Linked DNA regions of Gossypium hirsutum: region 2 is linked to region 1. Evidence: chromatin contacts called from public Hi-C data. All regions are on one chromosome and are shown on one strand. Each heading gives the region's core, a stretch centred on a gene start, on an enhancer-like site or on the middle of the called end of the contact. The rest is flanking DNA. Distances are from core to core; before and after follow the strand shown.

The links. Hi-C and Micro-C count contacts between places; a contact is called where the count stands out from the background.
Region 2: a Hi-C map of leaf shows a contact between it and region 1, with 1.6 times the contacts expected there. The contact joins the promoter of LOC107941345 here to the promoter of LOC107939031 in region 1. A contact is called at or near these places in 4 of 34 Hi-C or Micro-C datasets (leaf and petal).

Annotation. Positions count from the first base shown.
Region 1 is chrD09:1,994,676-2,000,899 of Gossypium_hirsutum_v2.1, reverse strand. LOC107939031 (WD repeat-containing protein 26 homolog) reads left to right here and starts at 3,674. Exons shown (of 6, transcript XM_016872317.2): 1 at 3,674-3,951.
Region 2 is chrD09:2,195,431-2,201,645 of Gossypium_hirsutum_v2.1, reverse strand. LOC107941345 (ubiquitin-like domain-containing CTD phosphatase 1) reads right to left here and starts at 1,456. Exons shown (of 8, transcript XM_016874903.2): 1 at 1,280-1,456; 2 at 1-235. The coding sequence starts at 64. LOC121221085 (eukaryotic translation initiation factor 3 subunit M) reads left to right here and starts at 1,012. Exons shown (of 10, transcript XM_041101554.1): 1 at 1,012-1,754; 2 at 1,843-1,972; 3 at 6,028-6,163. The coding sequence starts at 1,662.

The sequences.
Region 1 (6,224 bases), core at 2,425-4,924:
CTCTTGTTTCTATTTAATCTCTTAGCTACCACAAATTTTTTAAATAGGCCAATTCACCCCCTCTTGGCATTTCGAGTTGATTAATTAAGCTAACAGTATTGAGGGCCTTTTTCATCGCATTCAACTTAAAACTAAGAGCTTCTGCCACATAGTCCCTGAACTGCTCTTTCATCGAGTCCAACTTATCGATGCGTCCCTTAACTACCTCAAGTGTTTCCTTCACACCATCCATGGATTCCTGACCACTCAACTTTCCAAAGCCGGCAACATATCCCTCGATCTACTATTTTTCTTGTCTGTCCCATAGGCATCCCTAGGTTCAATTGCTCGCCTACTTCTTCTGTCATCTCAACCGACACCTTCGAACCTTAACTTTGATACCAACTGTCACGAGTCCAGAACTTAAGTCTAGAAAACCGCGTGGCCTTAGGCGATACCTTTGCTTCAAATCTACCTAAGTCAGCCTAACTCTCAAAAAAGTGAGAATTCTCACGAAAATTCTCTAAGGCACCTAAGTAAAGTGGAAGTAAACTCTCAAAAAACAAAAGAGCTCAAATCAAATAGAAAAGCCACAGCAAAGCTAAGCACACCAAATGTTTGAGTAAATGCTCTCAAATATTTTTAATAACTTTGAATGTGATGATTACAAATGAGGGGGAATGCCTCTATATATAGCTGAGCTCCCCCGGATCCAACGATATAATTTAAATTACATCAATGATCAAGATTAATGCCTATCTACAAGATGAGAGTCCTAAAGTGTTTAAACTCTATACAATTTTATCTCTTAGGATTACAAATATTAACCATTGTAACTTTAGTTTTACTGGAGTGTTCCACTGGGTCACCAAGGCTTCAAGTAGATGGGTTTCTCCATGTGTTCCACAAATCGAGCTAGTTCAAGTGGATTAAATGAGCCCCATTTGGTCAAATAACCTCTATGGAACAGTTTGTGTGCATTCATCATAGACTTTGTATTGGATCTAATGCCCTAAGTGTAGCATATTTGTTTGCAAACTTGTAAGTTTTTCAAACAAATTGGTTAATAAAACAAATTCATAGATTAAATTAATATACTTTGTATGATTGTCCTTATATGGGTTTTGCACGCAAAGCAAAATGGAAGAAAATGTTGCTCATTGGTTGTCTAATGTTTAAACTAATACTAAGCGGTATTACGTGGTCAGATCGTAATACAAAAAGACATCTTATATTAGTAGATGAACCTAAACGTGTCATTAGTCTAATCGAAAATGAACAAACCTATTAAAAGACTAATATGTCGTCTATCAAGTCTAACTGGAGAGATGATTTGTCTTGAGCATCAGAATGGACTACTCTCAGAAGATAGAGACATATATGTGACTGACTGGACTAACAGTACACCAAACAGGACACAAGAATAATATATCTTGAATCCGTTTATGGATTTATTTACTTGTGACGTTCAGAGTGTGGCATACCTAAATCTTGAGTGGATGACAGATTATGTATGTGTGACTTGCACACTTTTATGTAAGTAAAAGCTAGAGTTCGAATAGATAAGGAATCGAAAGTTGGTGCATTGCTTATACGACTTCTACAGTATGTAGCGTCATTCACAACAGTGAAATTCATAGCTTGAGACATGGGTAAATGATATCCTCTCATTGGCATTACATGGTTGATGAAAAGTAAACGTGGCCAGAGGTCGTTCGTCTTTATGATGGATGACTTGATCACTATTTGATAGTAATTGGCTTTTTATGAAGGAAGATGTAATGGTTACTATGAGATAAAATAGCATCATAATGGGAGACCGAATATTATCCCAAAGAGATTAATGATATCCTATAAGGGTAATACACTTATGACAAGGTCATTGGAGGAGTACTAATCGAGTTGCTTTTGTAATAGTATGTCGTTGGGGAGAGCTTAGTTACGATACTATAGTGGAATAACTTCGTGACTAAATGAGTTTATAATTAATAGGCGAAAAGATGGAACTTAATTATAAATGATTTAACCTCAATTGCATATGTCTAATCGGTCCCTCTGCTAGCTTGTTAAAACCATAAATGAATTGCATATTGAATCAAAATGAATAAAATGAATAGAAATAGAGAAATGTAAAACATTCAAGAAATGGTTATGGTTTTCTCCAAAATGAAAATGGAGAAAATGGAATCATTTAGGAATGAATGTGGTTTTCTCAAAATAAAATGGAAATAGAAATGGAAATGAAAATGAAAATGAGAAATGAATTCATTTAGAAATTAACAAAGAATTCTAAAAAATGATTGGAAGATTGAGTTTATGTTTTTGAGCTATTTTAAAGCCCGAAAAATAAAAATAAATCATACGGTCATAGTGAACAAGTTAAATGATAAAATATTAAATATATTTTCTCATAAATTTTATCAAAGGTAAAATCGTCAGGTGAAATTATGATGAAAATTACTTAAATATAAATATTGAAATTTATTTTGGGAAATAGAAAAATAGAATCAAGTTGAATCAGATTACAAAGTACTAGGTCGAAAAGTCTGGGAAGTACTCGTAATTGGACCCAATGTGAGAGTGATCCAAAATCCCCTCATGGAATATGAAGGGGCAGCAACCTTAGTAGGAATTCTAGGGGTATGCCGCCAACCCTAATCCTACTTTAAGTAGAGAGTGTTTTTCTATTTCAAATAAACTTCTTTAATTCAACAATGGTCCTACCTTTTCTCCATATAAATAGATGTCAATGATAGGACTATTTACAAAATTTTAAAATATTGTGATTTTGTTCGAAAATAAAGGGACTTTTAATCTCTAAGAATTAAATATATTTTCCGGAATAACGATTCTACCGGTTTTTATTTGAGAAGAGAATTTTCGTTTTCACCCAAAAAGAAAAAAAATTATTTCTAGTTTATGTGTTTGATTCAATTTGATCAAACCCACACTCGAGGCAATTCGTGGTACAAGAATAGTGGAGAAGACCATTTGGTTGAAAGCCAGGAACGACAAGGATCCGTCTATCTGGAAACACAAGTACGTTTTCGGTCTAAGGTTTATTGCTATAAATATCACAAACTAGGTTGGTTTTCAAAATTTTTATTTTCTGTTGTGCAAGAAAACCCTTTTCAAATTGATTTTTTCCAACACTTTGATCCGCGACCCGTGACACTTGTACTAGAAGTTAGATTGCGTTTTGCCCTCTACTAAAAAAAAATAGGTAAATTCGTCCCCGTACATTAAATCAAAAAACAATTGGTCCTTCTATTATAAGTTTCATCCATTTCTACTATTAAAAACTAGTCACCATATGTCAGCATGAGGTATACGAGGCATGTCAAGTGTAACTATCTGGTTATTTCGTACCATGCTAGTTTTTAAAAGTAGAAATAAATGAAAATTTTAACAGTAATGATTAATTTACTTTTTAATCTAACATGTAAAGATTAATTTACTTATTTTTAAATAAATATAAAAAAATACAAATTGACTCTTAGTAGCATGCTAATACTTTTACCCGTCCCAAAATAATAATAAAAACATTCATTATACAAAAGATATAGCAAAGTAATCATCACATAAGACCATTGATTTTGCTACGAGCCCAATCTATCATCAAGGCTTCGGTGATCATGTACGGCCTGGATTTGAAACTGCTCAAAAAGCCCCATTTCCTCAAGCTAATAGCTCAATTCTTAAAGGCACAAAGCCATCCTCTCACGCTCTTTATAGCCCCCATTTGAGGTGGTTTCCTCCACGCAAAGGAAAAAACAAGGGAAAAAAGCTCTTAAAATCTCGTGCTCTACCCCTTTGCAAAGGTACCAAACGCTTACCTTTCTTGCCCTTGGGTGCGGTTACCCCTTTAGACTTTTTCATCTGATTTGAATCCCTTATACCTTTTTTTTTCTTTCGATTTATTTCCTCTGTTTGTTGCATAAAATCAAGTGGTTGCCGACAAATAAGAACAGGGTAATCGTTTTTGTTCCTAATCATTATATTTTCCAGTTCTTTCACGGTTCTTGATTAGTTGGTTTCTCAATCCGATTTTTTCTGATCTGAATCGGCTTGTTTGTTCACAATCCCTTTGTGGGTATTCCAGATTTTTCTTTCTTGCTGCTGATTTTGTGCTGATTTACCTTGCAATCTTTTTTTTTTTTTTTGCTGGTCTTGGGTAAGGTTTGGTTTAGAGCTAATTGGTTAGTAGCTTTTGTTTTTTTAAACTATATTTTTATGTTATAAGTTTTATCTGCTAAGCTTTTGTTTTTTCTTAAACTATATTTCTATGTTATTAGTTTTATCTGCTTGGTACTTAGAGACTACATTTTTTATTGTATTTCTGATGTGGGTTTTGCATAATTTCTGCTAAGAACTTGATTTTACTCAAATTTGGATCTCAAACCATTTTATTTCTTCGCTCTGCGTGTTACTGCTGGTGAAAAGGGCCTTCCTTTTTTTTTCTTTTGTTATAATCATCTTATTTTTAATGTAATTTGTATTGCTTGAACTTCATCATTTATAGATATTGCGGCAGCCTGATTCCTCCAATAAATTATAAATGCAGGTTTCATTACTTAATTACATGTTATAACCAACTCAGCATTTGACTTTAGACCTTTAAGCTGACAGCTAGGTTTTTGAAATCTGCAATCTTCTCAGGGTTGCACATTGATATTAAGAATTGTTTTTGCTCAATTTTCGTCACCATCCTAGCAAAACAAACCTTATTCTTTGTCAGTCCTTTATGCTTATGTCTACGTTCCGCTTTTCATTTTGACTCTAGTTTGATGCAAATGTATAACAACTAATTGATTTAAAGATGTATATAATGTTAACTTTACTCTAATTGTCTAAGTCATGATTGAAGTTTCCCAATTTTGCCACAATTTGTTAACAATTTGCACTTGTGCAGCTTTGTGAACTAAAGTAGCAAAGGTGGTACTCCCAAACTCCCAATTGCTTCTAGTTTATAGTTGGCCACAGGATTATAAACATCAATCTTTTTATCACAAAGAAAATTTTCAAAAACAACAAAGTTTGATGTCAGATTGTGTTAGCAAATCATGATAATAGCAGTAGAATTGCTTCAAATATGACTAATTTGGAAGCAATGTTTCTGCAATTTGGAAGAATAGTATGGTAAGAACAATCTCTGAATGATATATTGGTACTGTATGTACCTTTTGTTTCCTTTAGGATACAAATACGTTGAGGTTAAGTTCTTATATTGGTTTTCTTTTTTATATTTATACCATATTTAGTTATGTCAAATTAATGGAATCTTCCTCTTTTCTTTTTTCCACATCCAATGCAAATTATTGGGGCTAAAGTCATGTTTGTAGCTAGAATGATGTATTATTTTTCTTATTTATATGTAGGATCTTCAGTTATATTAAATTAATAAATTGTTCGAAGAAGGTAAGGGAAGCTCAGTGATCTTTGTAATTTGCCTTACAGGTGCAAAGTTCACCTGAATTTGATTTTTGGCTGTAATTTCAACTTTGAGATCGTACAATTTACATTGGATCCCTTAGGCTAACTAATTAGTGGACTTATCCATTGTACCTTTTGTGGGCTATACGATATCCATTGCTGTACAGTGTAAATATTTTTATTCTAGACAGACAACTATGTTACCATTGTGTTATATCTTAGGAGGTAAACCACAAGTGATGTGATCAGCTGCAATTATGTACATCCTATGGGTCGAGTCAGTTGTTGGGGTATTTACGTAATGTTGATTGGATTTGACTGTTACGTTTTAAATAATGGCTGGAAATGTAAACTGTGCAATATTAGGGGGATGATGCCTTAATCAAAATAGATTTTTGTTTTTTCTCCTAGCTAGAAACTTAAGTTCCTATGACTATTTTTCTTTGTGAAAGAAGCTTATATTGAACTTATTATTATTATGAGTTAGCTATAACCTCATATGATAACTGGTCTCTACAGATGAAGGTTCTTTCAAAGTTATTAAGATTAACCGAAGTGCCCTATGGATGCCATTTAGGCTCTGGCCTGAATCTTTTCTATTATTTTCTCTCATTTTTTTGGGGCCTCGCTGCCTTTTCCCTTATACCCCTGTTCTTTGAATCTAAATCTTTCTCTTTGCGGTAGAAATTCTGTGTTTGCATTGTGATGATTGACTCAAAAGCATTGTAGTATGATGGCATTTTTAACTATCAAGAGGATCAAGGTTTTATGAACTTTCATGTGGGAAAGAAATGATATTTAGATATAAAAAA
Region 2 (6,215 bases), core at 207-2,706, 200 kb before region 1:
GAAAAAATCTGGGCTGCATCCTTGCCTGTCTCGAAAGTTCCCACAAATGAAGCTTGCGACTCATTTAATTCTACAAAGCTACCTTGCATTTCAATATTGGCTATTGAGAAAGAATCAGAATTAGTTGAAAACCCATGGTTTTCATGCAATGATCGTTTTCTATCATTTTCCTTAACCAAGTCAGCCTCCATGTTTCCCCCAACCTCCTCAATTCATTCCCTTTTTTGATAGGGCCCTGCAATAAGTATCAAATGACATGATGAAGCAAACTTACTAATATAACATGCAAACTTCATGCTCGGCGCTATTAGTTAACCATTCATGATTCCACATAAAATTTTCTCTTCGTTATTTAGGAACAACCAAACAATTCAATGGATTGGATATCTAGGCAAACAGTCTCCCATACCCAGAGTCTAAAATACAAAAATAGTCTAAATGCTAAAATACATATTCTAACTCAAGTCATCCAGTTAAATTATGAACAATCTACAGAACACATCTATATGTTCCAAGTTTATAAACTCACATGACCTAGCAAAAACATTATAGTCCAACCAGCTTTTTGTACTAAGATTCAAGTATGGAGAGTTGTATTATACCCCTATGTTGCTTGGACTAAGGATAAATTTTTTGTATTCTTCCATAATTTTAAAGGGGCATACCCTTCTATAAGTCGGACACAGATAGTTCAAGGATAATGAAGAGTCGAAGGAACATAGTTATACCTTTTAGTTGTTGATTTATCTAACTATACAAACTTAGTATAACTCAACATTGGGTTTCTTATCATAGTTAAACCAACATGAACAAATAAAAGTGCATAAATCTGGTAAAACAAATAGTTTTTGAACTCCACTGCTGTGGTGTATATAAAAAATAATTGTACTCCAATCAGGGTGGAAGCCAGGGTTAAATGGTATAATTTCACTTTTAATCCCTTTCAAAAATTAACAGTTTAATTTAGTCCATTTTAACGAAAACAAATTGCATTTCTATCCTCTCCAAAAAGTCAATCATTTGAACACACACAAAAAAAATCATCTTCTGCCCCCAAGTCCTTTTTAATTTTATCTTTGCCTCAACACAAAATTCCAGGCTTTTCCGTGATTACAATAGCAAATCCGTTCTTAGAACAAAGAATTAAGCTTAAGAAAGAACATGTAACAACACTTCAAATACACAGAGAGAGACCCATAAATCCTAACACAGGGTATGTTAAAAACCAAAAAAGTAGGTATTAAGAAGAAGAAGAAGAAGAAGAAGAAGAAGAACAGACCTCTTAGAGAAATGGGATTCAGTTGTTGATGTCAGAGATTGGGATTTTGTAGAAAAAGATAAACGACTTATTAGTATCCTATAGATCTTACTTTTCTCTTATATCTACCCACCGCCCCCTCTCATTATTACTTTGGGTTTAAGCTACTTGTAGACGACGCCGTTTTATGATGAATACTTTCAGTTCTTTTGGATCTGGTCTGGTTTTTAACTGTCCGTACCAATCCAAATTCCTTAAAAATATAACTAATATCTTTAAAATAATAATGACTTAAAAAAAAAAAACTGAGGGTTTTCCACTCGCTCTCTTGCTGCTCTTCTGTCTGCTTTGTCGCCCCCTACCAAAGCGAAGCCAGGGTTTTACAGAGAGCTGCAAAACGACAATGACCACAGTCGTTCCAACCTCCGAAGATGATCCCGCTCTCGCCGTCGTCCGCTTCACGTCCGAACTCGCTTGGGCCGATGCTGGTCCAGAGGTAACCTCAATTTATTTTCCAAAAAGAAATTCTTAAATCAGAAATTTCAAATTTTCATTAATTTTGTTTTGCTCAATTATGGTGGAAGGTTGCGGAGCCGCAAGTGACGAGACTTTGTATGGAAGCGCAAGAGTGTATAGTGATGGGAAGACGGTTGGATTTAGCTTCTTTGATGCTTACTTCTGCTGATTTGGTGTTTTCCAAGGTCTCTGATAAAGGTACAAATTACCCCTTTTCTTTTTTATTTATTTGAATAATTTGGGAGATTTATGAATTGAGATGAATATTATTTTCTTAGCTTCATTCGCGTTTCAATGAAGTTTGTGGAATTCTTAATATTATGTCAAGTTGTTGCATTTTCTTAAAGCGTGTTTGGAATTACAAACAAATAATGTTTTCAAAAATCTATAAATTAAAGATTCAACTTTCTGGAAAATAAATGGTTGGTTTTGATTTTCTCCAGTTTTAATCATTTGAGTACATAACAGCTACCAAGTCTGCAACTTCTTTTGACAAAATAGTTGAGATCTTTCAAACTAAGTTTTATTTCTTACTTCTTAGTGCAGTAGATCGAACTTTTGTTTTGAAGTCACTTGTAACTTCTATTTATTTATTTGAGTTGCAATGGCATGGAAATGGATTCAGCTGGTGTTGTTAAGGCATGCGCTTAGGCCTTTTGCCTTAGCGATGTTGTCAAGGGTGCAGGGTGCTCTCTAGGCACTAGGACCCAATGTTGCCTCTAGGTGTAAGGCAAAGAAAGAAAAAAAAAAAGAAGACTCCAACTTGAGTGAAGTAAAGCGCTATATGTACATGGGTGAAACTTTGTACGTGTCTGTCTATGAATTTATCTATGTATATATGTCATATATATACATATAAAGCTCTATATATATATGTGATATATATATCATATATATGGTCTACTTTATCTACAAAACATGTAAATTTTTTTGTTGGTCAAGATGGTCCATTTCTATGTTGAATACTCAAATAATTGAGGAATATAGAATTGGATTCTATTCCTTTCTTACCAGTGAAGATATATCTAACAAAAATGTGAAAAATAATAGAAGTTAAAGGTAACCTTGGTTGGGTGGGCTTTTCTTTTTTGTGCCTATTGCCTTGCAAAGAGTGCGCTGAGGTGGACCAAGTGCATGCTTGATCAATTATCAAATGGACCTCATGAGAAAGGGTCTGAGGCGCTTTTGTTGTCTAATGCTAAGGCACGAGGCGTATGCCTTACAACACTATACCTTAGTGCCAGACAAGAAAAGCAATGTAGACCACTTTAGGCAAGTTGCATTTGATAATGAACATGCGTGATGTGCCTAGCCGACAGATGAAAATGGGGTGGAACTTATGTTACTTGTGTTCAGGTGTGAGTGATGCATATATGTATCTGACACAATCATGGTTAGATTTTTCTATGTTTTTTCATGCATTTGGAAGATCTTTGGAGGGTATATCCTTGTATCCAACTATTGGACACAAGTGCTGAACATGGGTACTTAGAGAAAAATGAAGAGTTCGAGCAACATAGGATGGGACTATAATTTGCCCCCTTCTTACTTCCATTTCTCCCACTCATTAAGCTCATTTAACTCATCCATTTTAACTCTCTCAAAATGTTGACTTTTCACTTTAAGGATGCATGGTTGACTTTTTTAATTTGAGCCTTCCAATTTTAACTCTCCTATTAACTCCTGTATCGGGATCTTTAGGTTCCTTTTGAACGTGCCAAAGGTCTCAGTCTATTTTACGAGACTCAATTTAAGCAAAACCTTGGGACTTAGATTAGGGATAATCGAGTTTTTGGTGTCTAGTACAAAATTAGTTGTCTAAAAAATGGGCCGGTGGTTTTCATTTATGCTGTGAAATTGGAGCCTCAAGATATAGGTGCAAATGTAAGAGAGCTTGGAAATTTGAACTCATTTCGAGAGGCAACAACAAAAGGTGAAAATGAAAAGAAGGGAAAGAAAAGTGTGAATAAAGAAAACAAAACAAGAAGAAAGAAATGAAATGAGTGAAAGGAAAAAAAAAAGAAGAAATAGGAAGTTCCTAATGGAAAGAAATGGTTCTTGGTTTGCCTTCAAATAGTTATTTGGTCTAGACTATCCTTTCTTTTGTAGCCTTGAACCCTGGGTTACATTTTGTGCCTTTAAATCCATTTTGATCATACATGATTAGCTAAGTTGAAGAATTTGTCGTCAGATTTTATGCCATCTATTAGAACTAAAATTGAATTTTGGGAGAGATTTGAATTCTCAAAATGGTAACACAATAAAAAAAGAAAGAATGCAATTCTAGGGTAAAAACCCAAAGTGGGTGGAGTTTAAAGCAACCCTGATTTTTTTATGCCACCCATAGAATTCTTGAGCTTGTGTTGAAAGAGAAACCCAATCTTCGAGGAGTTAAGTAATGTTTAAGATTTTTTTTTTATGCCACTCATATAATTCTTGAGCTTGTGTTGGAAGAGAAACCCAATCTTGGAGAAATTAAGAAACCTTTAAGATTTCTAAGGTAAAACTTCAGTGTTTTAACTTCCAAGTAATGTAAAAAGGGGTTTTGATTTTTTTTTAAAAAGAATTTTGTCTTTGAAAATTCCTAATTTTTCTTAATATTTGTGATTGTTTGGATGTTATGGTGTTTTAGATATATTGTTTGACATTGCTATGTTATTGTGAATTGTTTGGATGTGTTTATTTGTGATTTTTGGCAGTGTTGTGATGTTTTGGATACATTACTTGAAGTTGCTATTTGATTATGAGTTGTTTGGATGTGGTTGTGCTTTGGATAATTGTAATCTTGCCTTAGGCGCTGATTTAGATACTTTGGTTTAAAATGAGTCCAAAATATAAAATTTGACTGGATAGATTTCAATAATCTTAATCAAACTGTTTTTTCAATGTTAAAGAGTGATTTTTGGCATATTGAGCTAAGGATTTTTCTTGAAATCAGGCTACATTCTTTTATGTATATATATTAAAATCTAAACTCATTTTAATGAAATGAGTAAAAATTATATGATTTTTAAAATGGATGGTCCCTTGGCCAAACTTTGGGGAGGCCAATCTTGAAATCCTTGGCCAAATTTGTCGGGGAGGAAGAACTTGCAGTTTTGCCTTTTTAAAAATCTGAACTCCCATTTCTAAATTTTCATCTAAATATGATTTTAGAATTCAAAATGCAATTTTTTTTAATAAATGGACAGTCCCTTGATAGAGATTTTAGGGAGGGGAGTTCTAAATTCTCCTCTGTCGAGCTAATGGAAGAGGAGTTTCAAAATTCCCCTCGATCGAGCTAATGGGGAGAGGACATCCAAGTTTTTCTTTTTTAGATCCTGGGCACTTATGAGGTTCAGATTTCTCAGGAAGTTGGAAAAATTATTACACATGTTACTTTAGAGTTCAATCTGTTTCACTAAAACATTTGGATACCTCTATAGGTGTTTGAATACTTGTGTAGAGAGAGATACACATGAAAAATGTTTTTTAAACCATATACATATATGTGTGTAATTATTTAATTGTGATAATCTATTATTAACATGTTACAGTCTATTCCTGAGTTAAAATAATGGGTCCTCAGCTGCCATGTCAAAAAGGATTACATTGATTATTATTAGTAAAAGAATTATCCTTTGCAAAATCAAATGAGTCATACTTTTTTTTAAAAATAATACAAAAATGATTTTCATATTTTGCTGATTATTGTGAAATATGAAAAAAGTGTTCTTTATTTCCAAAAAGAAAATTTTAAGTCAATTGGAATTAGAAAATGGAAGTGCCATGGACTTCCAATTGCCTTTCTAAAATAAAACCTTTAATTCTCAACAGTCATGACAATCTATAGTTAGTAAGGTACTGTTTTTATTACTGGTCATCGTGGGTGCTAATACTTTTCTCACACCTAATGGTGCTCTGGAACCCGATTTTTGTTTTGTAGACCAAAAATATCTTTTTGGTAATCTTCAATTAATTTAAAACTTTATTGAAAGGATAAATTCTATATGTTGCCAATCGTACTAAAGGAAAAAGATTGGTCGTGGCTTTATATTATTTTCCAAAATTCATCTCGTGTTTCAAAAATCCATTATGACATAAGGGTTCTAGTGCTTAGAGTGCGCCTAACAACACAGATTCAGCTGATAACATTAACATTCCTCTCCTAACTTTAGATATATTATTGCTGCTATATTGCTATTGTGAAGTTATAAATTTGCATTGAATATCTAGTTTTATAAAAAAAGTAACTTTGTTATTATCTTTTACAGATCTTGAGTGCATCTTTACTGTTATCTGCAATCTTGCCTCGAAGCTTGAAAATCTAGATGAATTTGAGGTGGCAAAACTCGTATCAACGAAAATAACTCAACAACCAAATGACAAGCCTGCACTGCGTTTAAAGATGTAATGAGTAATAATGATCCAAACTTCTAGCTTATAGAACTTTCAAGGCTTT